Linked DNA regions of Zea mays: region 1 is linked to region 2. Evidence: chromatin contacts called from public Hi-C data. All regions are on one chromosome and are shown on one strand. Each heading gives the region's core, a stretch centred on a gene start, on an enhancer-like site or on the middle of the called end of the contact. The rest is flanking DNA. Distances are from core to core; before and after follow the strand shown.

The links. A called contact is a pair of places that touch in the nucleus more often than the background predicts.
Region 1: a Hi-C map of bundle sheath shows a contact between it and region 2, with 2.6 times the contacts expected there. The contact joins the promoter of LOC100216582 here to the promoter of LOC100274337 in region 2. A contact is called at or near these places in 5 of 25 Hi-C or Micro-C datasets (bundle sheath, ear, endosperm and 1 more).

What each region holds. Positions count from the first base shown.
Region 1 is chr1:218,047,365-218,052,519 of Zm-B73-REFERENCE-NAM-5.0, forward strand. LOC100216582 (putative mannan synthase 7) reads left to right here and starts at 2,866. Exons shown (of 9, transcript NM_001360040.1): 1 at 2,866-3,464; 2 at 3,727-3,825. The coding sequence starts at 3,087.
Region 2 is chr1:217,809,888-217,814,950 of Zm-B73-REFERENCE-NAM-5.0, forward strand. It overlaps LOC100274337 (CAAX amino terminal protease family protein), which reads right to left and starts at 2,598. Exons shown (of 11, transcript NM_001360569.1): 1 at 2,266-2,598; 2 at 2,044-2,138; 3 at 1,655-1,762; 4 at 1,432-1,514; 5 at 1,038-1,171; 6 at 678-727; 7 at 461-553; 8 at 259-350; 9 at 1-67. The coding sequence starts at 2,532. It overlaps LOC100281594, which reads right to left. Exons shown (of 8, transcript NM_001154513.1): 6 at 4,809-4,906; 7 at 4,441-4,637; 8 at 3,828-4,376. The coding sequence ends at 4,109.

The DNA.
Region 1 (5,155 bases), core at 1,616-4,115, 240 kb after region 2:
GACTAGGGCGAAAGCCTAGACCATTATAACTCTCTGTCTCAAACCCCTTGTTTGAATCCCAGGTGGTTCACCACTCAGAGTGAGTTCTTGCTAGCATCCCCTCTTAAACACAAATTCTATTGTCCTTCAGTTTTCGAAACCACGACACCCCCTTTTCAGTTTTTCCATAGACGAGCTGAACCACAAAAATGTTTCATGAACTAAGTCCTCGATTACTTTGGTCTATTTTTCGTGCAAATGCTTAGGAATAGCATCTCGATGGGGCAAAGTTGAGCTAGGACCAGCTCCCATCCCTGCCCTGTTCCCCAAAACCCATTCTCCGTCCCCATCCCACTTAGCTTAACGAGACAACTCATATCCATTTTCGTCCACGCGGATCCCCGTTCCCTATTTTGGACCCGCGGGGCATACTGTAGCAAAAAACATTGACTACATAATAACAATTACAAATATATCAATTAGCAAAAGACAACGAGACAAAAATAAATCTAAAATAACTAACAATCTTATAATACAAATCATAACTTACAAATCACAATTATTTCAACTTAGTAGTACTCTCATACTTTCACAAATCACATAATACACATATACGCATTAGAGTTTATTATCGGGTCTCCAATAGAGCCCACATGGGTAGTTTCTTTCCCATCCACATCCTATTAGACTCGCAGAGGAGAAACGGTACACAGAGCAGCTTGGCAGCCAAGGCACTGATTGCTTTAACTTCTGGCCCTTAGAACTCGCTGCAGACTGTCAAATGTCTAGCTTTTTTGCTCACTTTTATGACAAAATCACTTTAATCAAAATCATCTAAAATCAATATGAACACATAATCGACTGAGTCGCTGTGATAGTATGGAACTGTCACTTTCTACCTCCTAAACTATATAGACTCTTGATACGTAATTTTCACGACACTTGATTTTCTGTAGAGCCAGATTCTAAAAAGGCACTGTTTTTTTTCCTGTGCATCTTGTGAGTGAAAAGCTCTTGGGCTGGAGTAGTGACAGCCTAGACGCCGTACGTACGTACCCCTCGTGACTCCGCTCTCCGCAGAGACGGCGACATCAACGTTCGCTCAGTCTGTTCGTTCTTAATTATTATATACCTTCGGAGGTTAGTACCCTAGAGTAGTATATTTTACGAGTGTATATGTCGTGGAGCATAATGATTGGAGACCGCTCCGTGAGCATAATGGCCGGATCTGTGGAAATTTCCGGATCGTGAGAGACCTGGAGCGGACATGTTGCCAACCAGAGTAGCGCTTCATCTCTACTAATTGCGATCGCGCTTCACCTCTTGTCCATCGCTTGGTCCAGTTGTCCTTGTCCTTGCCCTTGTTCCTGCAGCAGCATGACATCTTGTGACGGCCACACTGCATCCTCTTTTGCTTGCCATTCCGTCTCTGATCTCCGACACCTCGCTCGCCGCTTCATACGTTCGTGTCGTGACCGACGAAAGGATTTCCAAGGATAGTTGGGGGGAAAACTATAGATGGCCAAACAGGTCGGCCTATCCCCACTCAGCACGGGGCGTGTTGGGCATGACCCGTTTTAGGCACGGCTCACTAGGCTCGGCTAACGAATTGTACCATGTCGGATGGGCTCACATGCCGCGGTAATGGTCCAGGTATGGTCCGTCAGCCTGCTAGCCGTTCCAGGTCGGTTTGGTAGCACGCTGATCCATATGAGTACATTGTATAATTCAGCGATTTCCAAGGATAGTCCTAGTGGGAAAAAACTATAGATGGCCAAACGGTCCGGCGCGGACCGTGTTAGGCACGGCCCACCAGGTCCGCCTAGCGAATTGTGCTGTGCCGGACGGGCCCACGTGCCGCGGTAGCGACCCAGGCACGACCCGTCGGTCTGCTAGTCGTGCTGGGCTGGCCCGGTCGCACAATGACCCATCTAATTATATTGTATAATTTAACAAAAAATGTGTAGCTATAGGGGCTCAAACACGCATCCACATGTATGAGACACTTAAACACACCCACCTAGCCAGTGCGGTAGCAGTTTTATTGTGTTATATGTTGAACTCTTATACTTAATATATATATAAACTATTAATTTCAAATTAAAAAATTAATCGTGTTGTGCCCGTGCCAGTACTACGGGTCGAAATAGCGGTCCAGGCACGGCATTATACTAGCCGAATCGGGTTATGACTGGGTAGTGTTTTTTTGTGTGTGTCTAGACTAGCCGATCGTGTTAATAACAATTGACTGTCTATAGAAAAAACACAGGGAGGGAAGACCGACGCAAAGCCGCAAACAAACCACAGGTTGCTGCGGCAGGAGCGAAGAGTAGCAGTTGCCCGTCTGCCTAAAATTCATGTGGGCACTACGGGCAGCCCAGCCGTGATGAGGCGAGGCCGGACGAACGAAGCCGAGTGGTCCGCTTAGATGAATGATCACGCTGCGGCTTCCTTCCAGACTTGAAGCCAGAAAGGTCACAGACGCCGGCAGTGAGCGGGCGCGTTGCTCTTGTTGTTTACCCACGTCGGCGTGCCGGTAAACGAGTGTGGAGACTGATGGAGAGCGACAGCCCAGCGACGATGCGCGCCCTGCCCCTGCCTGTGCGGTGCGGAATTTTGCTGGAACACAGGGCAACCCCTCTGAACCTCGACCAATTTCCTTATTTTGTGGACACGGCAAAAACAACCCACACGGGACAGGACACGGCTGCTAGCGCTGGTGGCAAGACCCTGTCCGTCTTCCTTTGGCTGGGAATCCCAATTCATTAAAAAAAAAGAAAAAAAGAAAAAAAAAAACACGGCTAAGAAGGGCATGTGCGCGCGGGGGGATCGGAGCCGCAGAGGTCCGAGCCAACAAGTATGAGCAAGCGTCGTCCTTGCATTGGCGTCCCCATCATGGCTCGGGCGCCACCACTAGTAGCTTAGCACGCGCCATATATCTAATAAGCCGGCGCTGCTGTACGTCGCTTCCGCCATCTACTTGCTAGCAGCTATCTAATAGGCCGGCCGGGCAGCGCGAAACAGCAGCGGGAGCTCAGCTCGCTCGCTCGCTCGTCTCTGCCGCCCCGCCCGTCGCGGTCGTCGCGCGAGAGGGGTGGCCATCATCCATGGGCGGCGTCCGCGGCCACAGCAGCGCCGCCGGCGTCTCTGAGGAGGCGGCGGCGGCGGCGGCTTGGGTGTGGGCCGCGGCGGATCTCCCCGTGCGCGTGGACTGGGCGGGCGCGGCGGCGCAATGCGCGTCCCTGTGGGCGCACGCGCGGGCGCTGCTGGTCGTGCCGGCGGTGCGGCTCCTGGTGGCCCTGTCGCTGGCGATGACGGTGATGGTGCTGGCCGAGAAGCTGTTCGTCTGCGCCGTGTGCGTCGCCGTGCGGGCGTTCCGGCTCGGCCCGCACCGGCGGTACCGCTGGGAGCCCATCGCCGCCGCCGCCGCCGCCGTGGGGTACCCCGTGGTGCTGGTGCAGATCCCCATGTACAACGAGCGGGAGGTGAGTGAGTGAGCCAGCTGAGCATGAGCATGGGCATGAGCTGGCGACATAACGCGTAGTAGTAGTAGTAGTGGGCAAGACTGACATGAGCTGGTGGTTGCAAGCAGAGAGTGAATTAACTGAGCGAGCGAGCGAGAGAGAGAGAATTGATTACTAGTGTTTTGACCGTGCGTGCATGTCGCGTTGGCGCGGTGACTGATGGAAGATGCCGTGTTGTTTTCTGTGAACCGTGCATGTCGGGCGCCGGCGAATGGAATGGAAGGTGTACAAGCTGTCGATCGGGGCGGCATGTGCGCTGGAGTGGCCGCCGGAGCGCTTCGTGATCCAGGTGCTGGACGACTCCACGGACCCCGTTGTAAAGGTACGCCGGCGACCTGATCTGGTCCCCTCACTCACACACTCTCTCTCTTTCTCTCGACCGGGCACCACCACGACCTTTTTGCGACGACCTTCGTGGCCAGGCCACAGCGAGCAAACCAATCAATCATTCATATGCATCCAATGGGCACGTGAATACACTCGTCTCCGTGCCCCCATGTGTCTCCATGTGTGTAATAAGGATTGAGATTTACCACTTGTGGATTGTTTGGCAACCTATATACTAGTACGTAGGACGTCTGTCAGTGGGTACGTCGGCGCCGTCGTCAGTGCCGACTAGGCGCACTAGCTAAAGTCAGCCAGGCACCCGCACTCACGCGTGGAGCGGACACAATGAGATGGCCGGGCCCGAGCGTGGCGGGCGGAGTTGCGGAGCGCAGTCGTCCACTGCCGTGCCGCGCCCCAACGCAAGGCAGCTCTGCCCGCCGTCCTCAGACAGACCACAGGCCATGCGCGTGGCTCCACTGCCACGAGACGGAGCGTAGCCCGGCTGCCCGGGCCCCGGCCCCGGCCCCCAATGCATGCTCCACCGGCAAGGTGAAGGCCAAAGGCCAGGTACGCACGAACGGGTATGGTATGGAACGCGCCGGACGGACGGGGCTCCGGAGGAGGTGGCCTACTGCCTACTGGCCTCGCGTCGCGTGTATGGTGGGCGGCAAGCGTCCGGTCCGTCCCGTCGCGGTCGTGGTCGCGTCGCTAGTGCACCAGACCACCAGTACCTTATGCTGTGTCTCGCTAGTCGCGGTCGTTTGTTTTGTTTTGCATATTTGCATTCCTGGTCAATGCTAAGAATCTAGCGGTGGAATAATAACAAGGAGCGAGCGAGTGGAGGCCGTCCGTCCTGCAGCGCAGGACGCGCCCAACCCAACCAGACGCAGCCGGCCGTCCTGCAGTCTGGAACAGCGACGACGACGACACCGCCGGCCGGAACCACAACCACCATATGTACACGCGCTCGGCGTATGGCATGGCCTCCGGGCCGGGGGGGGAGTGAAAGATACGTACGTACCTGTTCGTAATCGTACGTGCTCGGCGACCGCTACCCACGGGCGCGGGCAGCAAGCAGTCCACGTCACCCCCCCTTCCCGCTGGAGTGGCACAGAATAATCGCGTCGCGTCGTGGGTGGCGTGGCGTGGCGTGGCCGGAAGGAAGGAACAGACCACGCCCGGCCCGGGGAGCAATTTTCTTTTTTCCTCGCTCGCTAGATCCGGCGGCAGGTTTCTTCCACTTGCGCCTGCGCCTGCCGTGCGGCCGGGCACGGCGACGAATTTGAGTGCTCGTTCTCGTGCATTGCGGGCCCACTGGGACTGGG
Region 2 (5,063 bases), core at 1,348-3,847:
ACAGCGTGTATTGCAATAGGAGTTAGAAGGTTGCGAGTTTGAGCATATGAAAATCCTAAGACCACACCTGTGCACATAAAATAGATGAAGGAAACATAGCCAGCAAAAAATGACAGATCATGGTAACACAATAATTCTACATACTATATATGACTTTGAGATGTTTTGAGTGTGTTTAGTCTAACTATGTTAAGATACTAAGATTTAGATATTGCACATTATTTGTGGTTTTATGCCTATTACAGATGTAACAATTACCAAGCACGAAAAGCTGAGGAAATTCTCCTGGTGTAAAGTGAGCAAAGGCAAACACTGCAGCAGTCATAAGCACAGCATATGGAGTAGGAAACCTGTATCAGAACAGATTATTCGTAGCTTAAAGTTAGATCAGGCCATCTAAAATACCCTACTTTTGAAGTTTTTTAAAGGATAACAAGGCACATAATCCATGCATATTTACCACATAGTCAGGGATACCATAAGAAATCCTCGAAACACAGTTTCCTCCAGAATGGGTGCCAAAATCCCAGTGATGCCCAGCAAACAGGCAGTGCTGCAATAAAGGAAAAGCTGTTAAACAATCAAGTAGTTATCTTGTCTGACCTTATATACAGGCATGCAATAACATGTAAATAGTTTAAGGAAAAAAATAAAACAGATAAATCATATGCCCATACCTGATGTTTGACGAGCCAATCAGCGGCAACAAAAGGACCAGCGAGTCTGTCTGAAAGACAAGGTTCAAGAACTGGATCACTATAGGTAATTTTTAGCTAGTACACGACTTCATATTTATGTGAATACCATGTATGTAGGAAGCATTTTCTTTGTGTGTGTGTGTTTTGGGGGGGGGGGAGGCTTTCTTCCCCATATCTCTATAGAAGAGCTAACTTGCAATATTCATATTTCCTATATGTACAATTTTAGTTTTCTTTCAAAGTAATAAAGATGTAACACATCCGTACAGCTTAAGACAATTGAAGACTTTTGAAAAGGAAAGAACAACAGAAGACTACCTCATACCATAAAAAACTTACCTCTCTCTGTGGTGTTTCACCATTCAGAAATGTCATTGCAGCACCTGCTAAAGCAATAGCAACTATTGCAACAAACAGGCCGATTGCAGACCACAGAAGCCATCCGTTTTGCAGCTTAAGTGGTTCATTGAATTCTGAAAGTTAAAGAATACAAACAACACTAGACCATTGTTCAGAACAACCTGAATTACCACAATGCAACCATAGTACAAACGGAAAGAGACACTATTGAACACAGATATCCATATTAGATATTAAGTAATTTAATTACACTTTAACATCTTGTACAGTCCTCTTATTAAATTAGGTAATCTTTGGAAAGGAACTAACGTGTGGCCAATGTATAAAAAAGAACATGAAAATGAACACAAACGTAGCAAGACCAAACCTTTACCATAGCGAAATATATCATCTGAGAATGGTCGAAAGGTATTGGTCATGCCAAATATAACTCCAAGTACAACTACCGTCGTGCTACTGCACTTGCAGAAACAGAAAATGGCAAGTAATGTCACTCTGACACAAGATATTCAGAGCATGCAGCATATTCACAAATTAAACTGAAAACTATGGTACAAATAAAGTTTTTACATAGAGATAGGAACTTAGATCTGTACAGTTGTCCCAAGAAGAGTATCTCTGCTTTCTCATCTAGAGTTGTCTCCCCAGCTCGAAAACCTAGTTGCTCCAAAATAGATTGCTCAGCTATCCCTGTCAAAAGAAAGCTGTCTAAAGAACATTCAGCAACATTTTCAAGGAGGCATTTGCAACAATTCATGCTCGAGTTATTTTGGATGAGGATCACGCAAGAATAATAGAACACCACAAATTAAACTCCACATTACATATTTGCACAAATGGGGTTCATTTATTTCCTTTTTGGAATGGAAAATGGATTTCTTCTTAGACAACGTCATAAACTCATAATAATTGGAAGTGCCAATGCATGGTACCAATCAGCAAAGGTGTTGTTCCTACAAAAAATAGCAATGGTGTAGTACATTACCTTACTGCACATGCCACCATGGTGAGAGAAATCGTTGGCCACTCCCATGGAACATCCCACCGGCGAAGGATTGGCCACTCATCCGAGCTTTTTCCCTAACAAAATAACCTCATGGAAGGCAATTATTCCCGACTGACAACAGGAAAAACTCCGGAAAAAAATCTCGCAGCTTTTGGTGCTGTGCGCCTGTGCCCACAACAGCATTTTTTATAGCTCAAGCACCTTGTCCGGTGAAGGCGTGGGCAGTCCGTTCTCGGTGTCGTAGGAACAGTAGCAGGCGAAGCCCGTCGCCCCCATCCGCCTGCCGTTACCGGGCGGCAGCGACCGCAGGACGAGCTGCTCTGCCACTGGACGGCGGCATGTTCTTGGTGAGGGAAGTCGGTGCAGGCTCTGCTTGGAGAGGAGGTAGAGGGACCTGCTGCTGCTGCGGCGGCGGCGGCTGCACAGCGGCGGACGGGGGCGGAAGAGGAAACACGACGGCGAAGCCATTCGATTAAACCGTGTGACTGTGCGGATAAGGAATTGAAAGAGGGGGCGCAGTTTGGCGAGACCCGCTCAGACTCTCTTCAACGGTTTATCTGGTTATCCCTGTATCTTACTATCCCTTGATTCCCTTCACGTCACCAATCTCTCTCCCTATATTTGCACTCTATACTACATTACCTCTATAAAATATTATTTTTTATACATATTTATCATCTATTATTATTTTTTTATCTACTAATAAACACTATGGAAGGTGGCTTGTTGTCACACCTCTAAATATTTTGAATAAGACGAGTCGTTCAAACAAACTTTTGTAAAAAAAAAAGTCTAAGGACATCTTTATGAGACGGAGGGAGTATTTCAATCCGTGCTTCTTCGTACCTGCAACGAACCGACGGGTGCGTGGAGCTGCTCACGGGAAAAGCGCATCTGCTCCGTGCCAAGGACAAGGTGCTCGACCTGTGCGCGTGCGTGTGCATCCTGAAACATAAAAAGAAAGGGACGAGCGACTGCAGGGATTTAAAGAAAAGAAAATAAAGAGACGGTCGTGATGGCCATGCTACCAGGCGTCCAGGCCTGCGCTCGGGGATGCCAGTGACGTGGCTGGAGTAAAAAAAGGAACGCTAATAGTGTATACTCATCCTATTTATCAATCCACTCGTATAGTAATGTAATTGGCTCACACATAGCCTACTTGAGCTCATCAGATATTATTGGTTCTCGTGCATATAAAAATTTTAGGTTCTCAAGCATCAGATGGATGTAGACTGACAGATAGCTTATCTTGTCTCTCCTTCCAGCTCTCCACTCATGATACATCAGGGTTCACAATTTGGTTTGGAATGATCCGGATTTCATTTTGTTGACCAAAATTTGAGTTTTGTATTTTGAATCAAAATCTATTTGAAATCAGACCGAAATTCGTTTTTCGAAAAAAAAGCGAAACTCAGGTGATCTCACATCGAGAAATTAAACCGTGGGATACACCCCACCTAGTTAAGACCCAAAGTCAAACTCCATATATATTAGAGTTGCCTCAAAATAGATAAAGTTCAAAAGTTTACTTATGCCAGGAATGAGTGCAATAATATCACATAGCCTAAACTAATGCTATGTGATTGTGGTATCAACAGACATGTGGTGTTTAATGCAAGAGAATATACACGACCATTAGAAATAATATCTTAGGATTACATAACATCAGTGATTTGACATGAAACAAAGATACAGCTGCCCTGCCATCCATGATCCATGGCAGAGAACTTCAATCGATCATTAGACACATGGTTATCTCAGGATTACATCATCGGATGGATGCCCATGCACAAAATTCTAATTACATCAACAACAGTTTAGCAACATTACATACAACACTGAACATGCACAAATGCCACGGCAACCCGCATCCTTCTATCATATACAGGGGTTGCTGCTCAAACTCAACAAGTTGACTCCGCAAGGCAACATGCTGGAGGTAGTTGGCCACTAAGTAAGAAATCAATTTAGGAAAATCTACATACATGGTCAATAGTGCTCCGCTGCAGAAAGTCCACCCACTCCCAACGCTGATGTGCGCGACTCATTGGCTGACCCTTGTTATGATGTACCTGCCTTTCTCCATATCGTAGATCGTCTTCAGACGAGGTTTTCTCCACCTTAGAATGGACAATGCTGTAAATACAACCACAATAATGAACAGAAGCGGAACCAAGCCAGGAGAGTCATAGCTGTTTAGATATGAAACTGATGAATCTGAGTACTCTGTTCTGTTCATCGTCGTCTGCACAATGAAAGCACCCAATGCCCAGTCAACAGGCACGCCATGGATTTGGTTTACAACATCAATCCTGAGAAAAAACTCATAAATATCCAGGTTTCAACAAAGAATAGAACTTATAGAAAAGGCTTCACCTTTTATGATCCAGTGGCATTTTAAGCGTATCATGCAGTAGAGCAATAATATATGCTGAGGAAAAGCAAAAAAGAAGCAGTTGTCCGTCATCAAAAGAACTGTACTTATTTTTAATCTTCGACCAATCCCCATGGCAAAATTTCTCCCCAGCCACCATCAGATCAGAAAGGAAGGGCTTCGAACTCAGACCAAAGAACTGTTAAGCAATCAAATATCAAATGAACATGTACTAAAGATTGTAGAATACTGAACATAAAAGAAAATGGACAATCTTGATCCGAAGAGAAGACTCCTATCATTATGCATGCAGTATGTTCAAATTTAATCCCCTTTCTGAAAGCCCCCAACGGTAGAGAAAGAATTGGACCTTTGAAGTATGGTAAAAGTTTTCTGTCGCCAAAAATTTCCCTTCCAACTCTGGTACAAATGCTGCTCCAAGGCGGCATTCATGATATGTACATCCCTCTGCAAAAAGAACACTCACCTCAATTATGCCATGAAATAAATTGAGAATGAGAATGTATTAACAAAAGCTGTAGGCATTCAACAAATTAAACATAAACATTAAAATTTATGTAGCTAGAGTTTATTAAACCTAGCAAATGAATTAATAACTATCCCC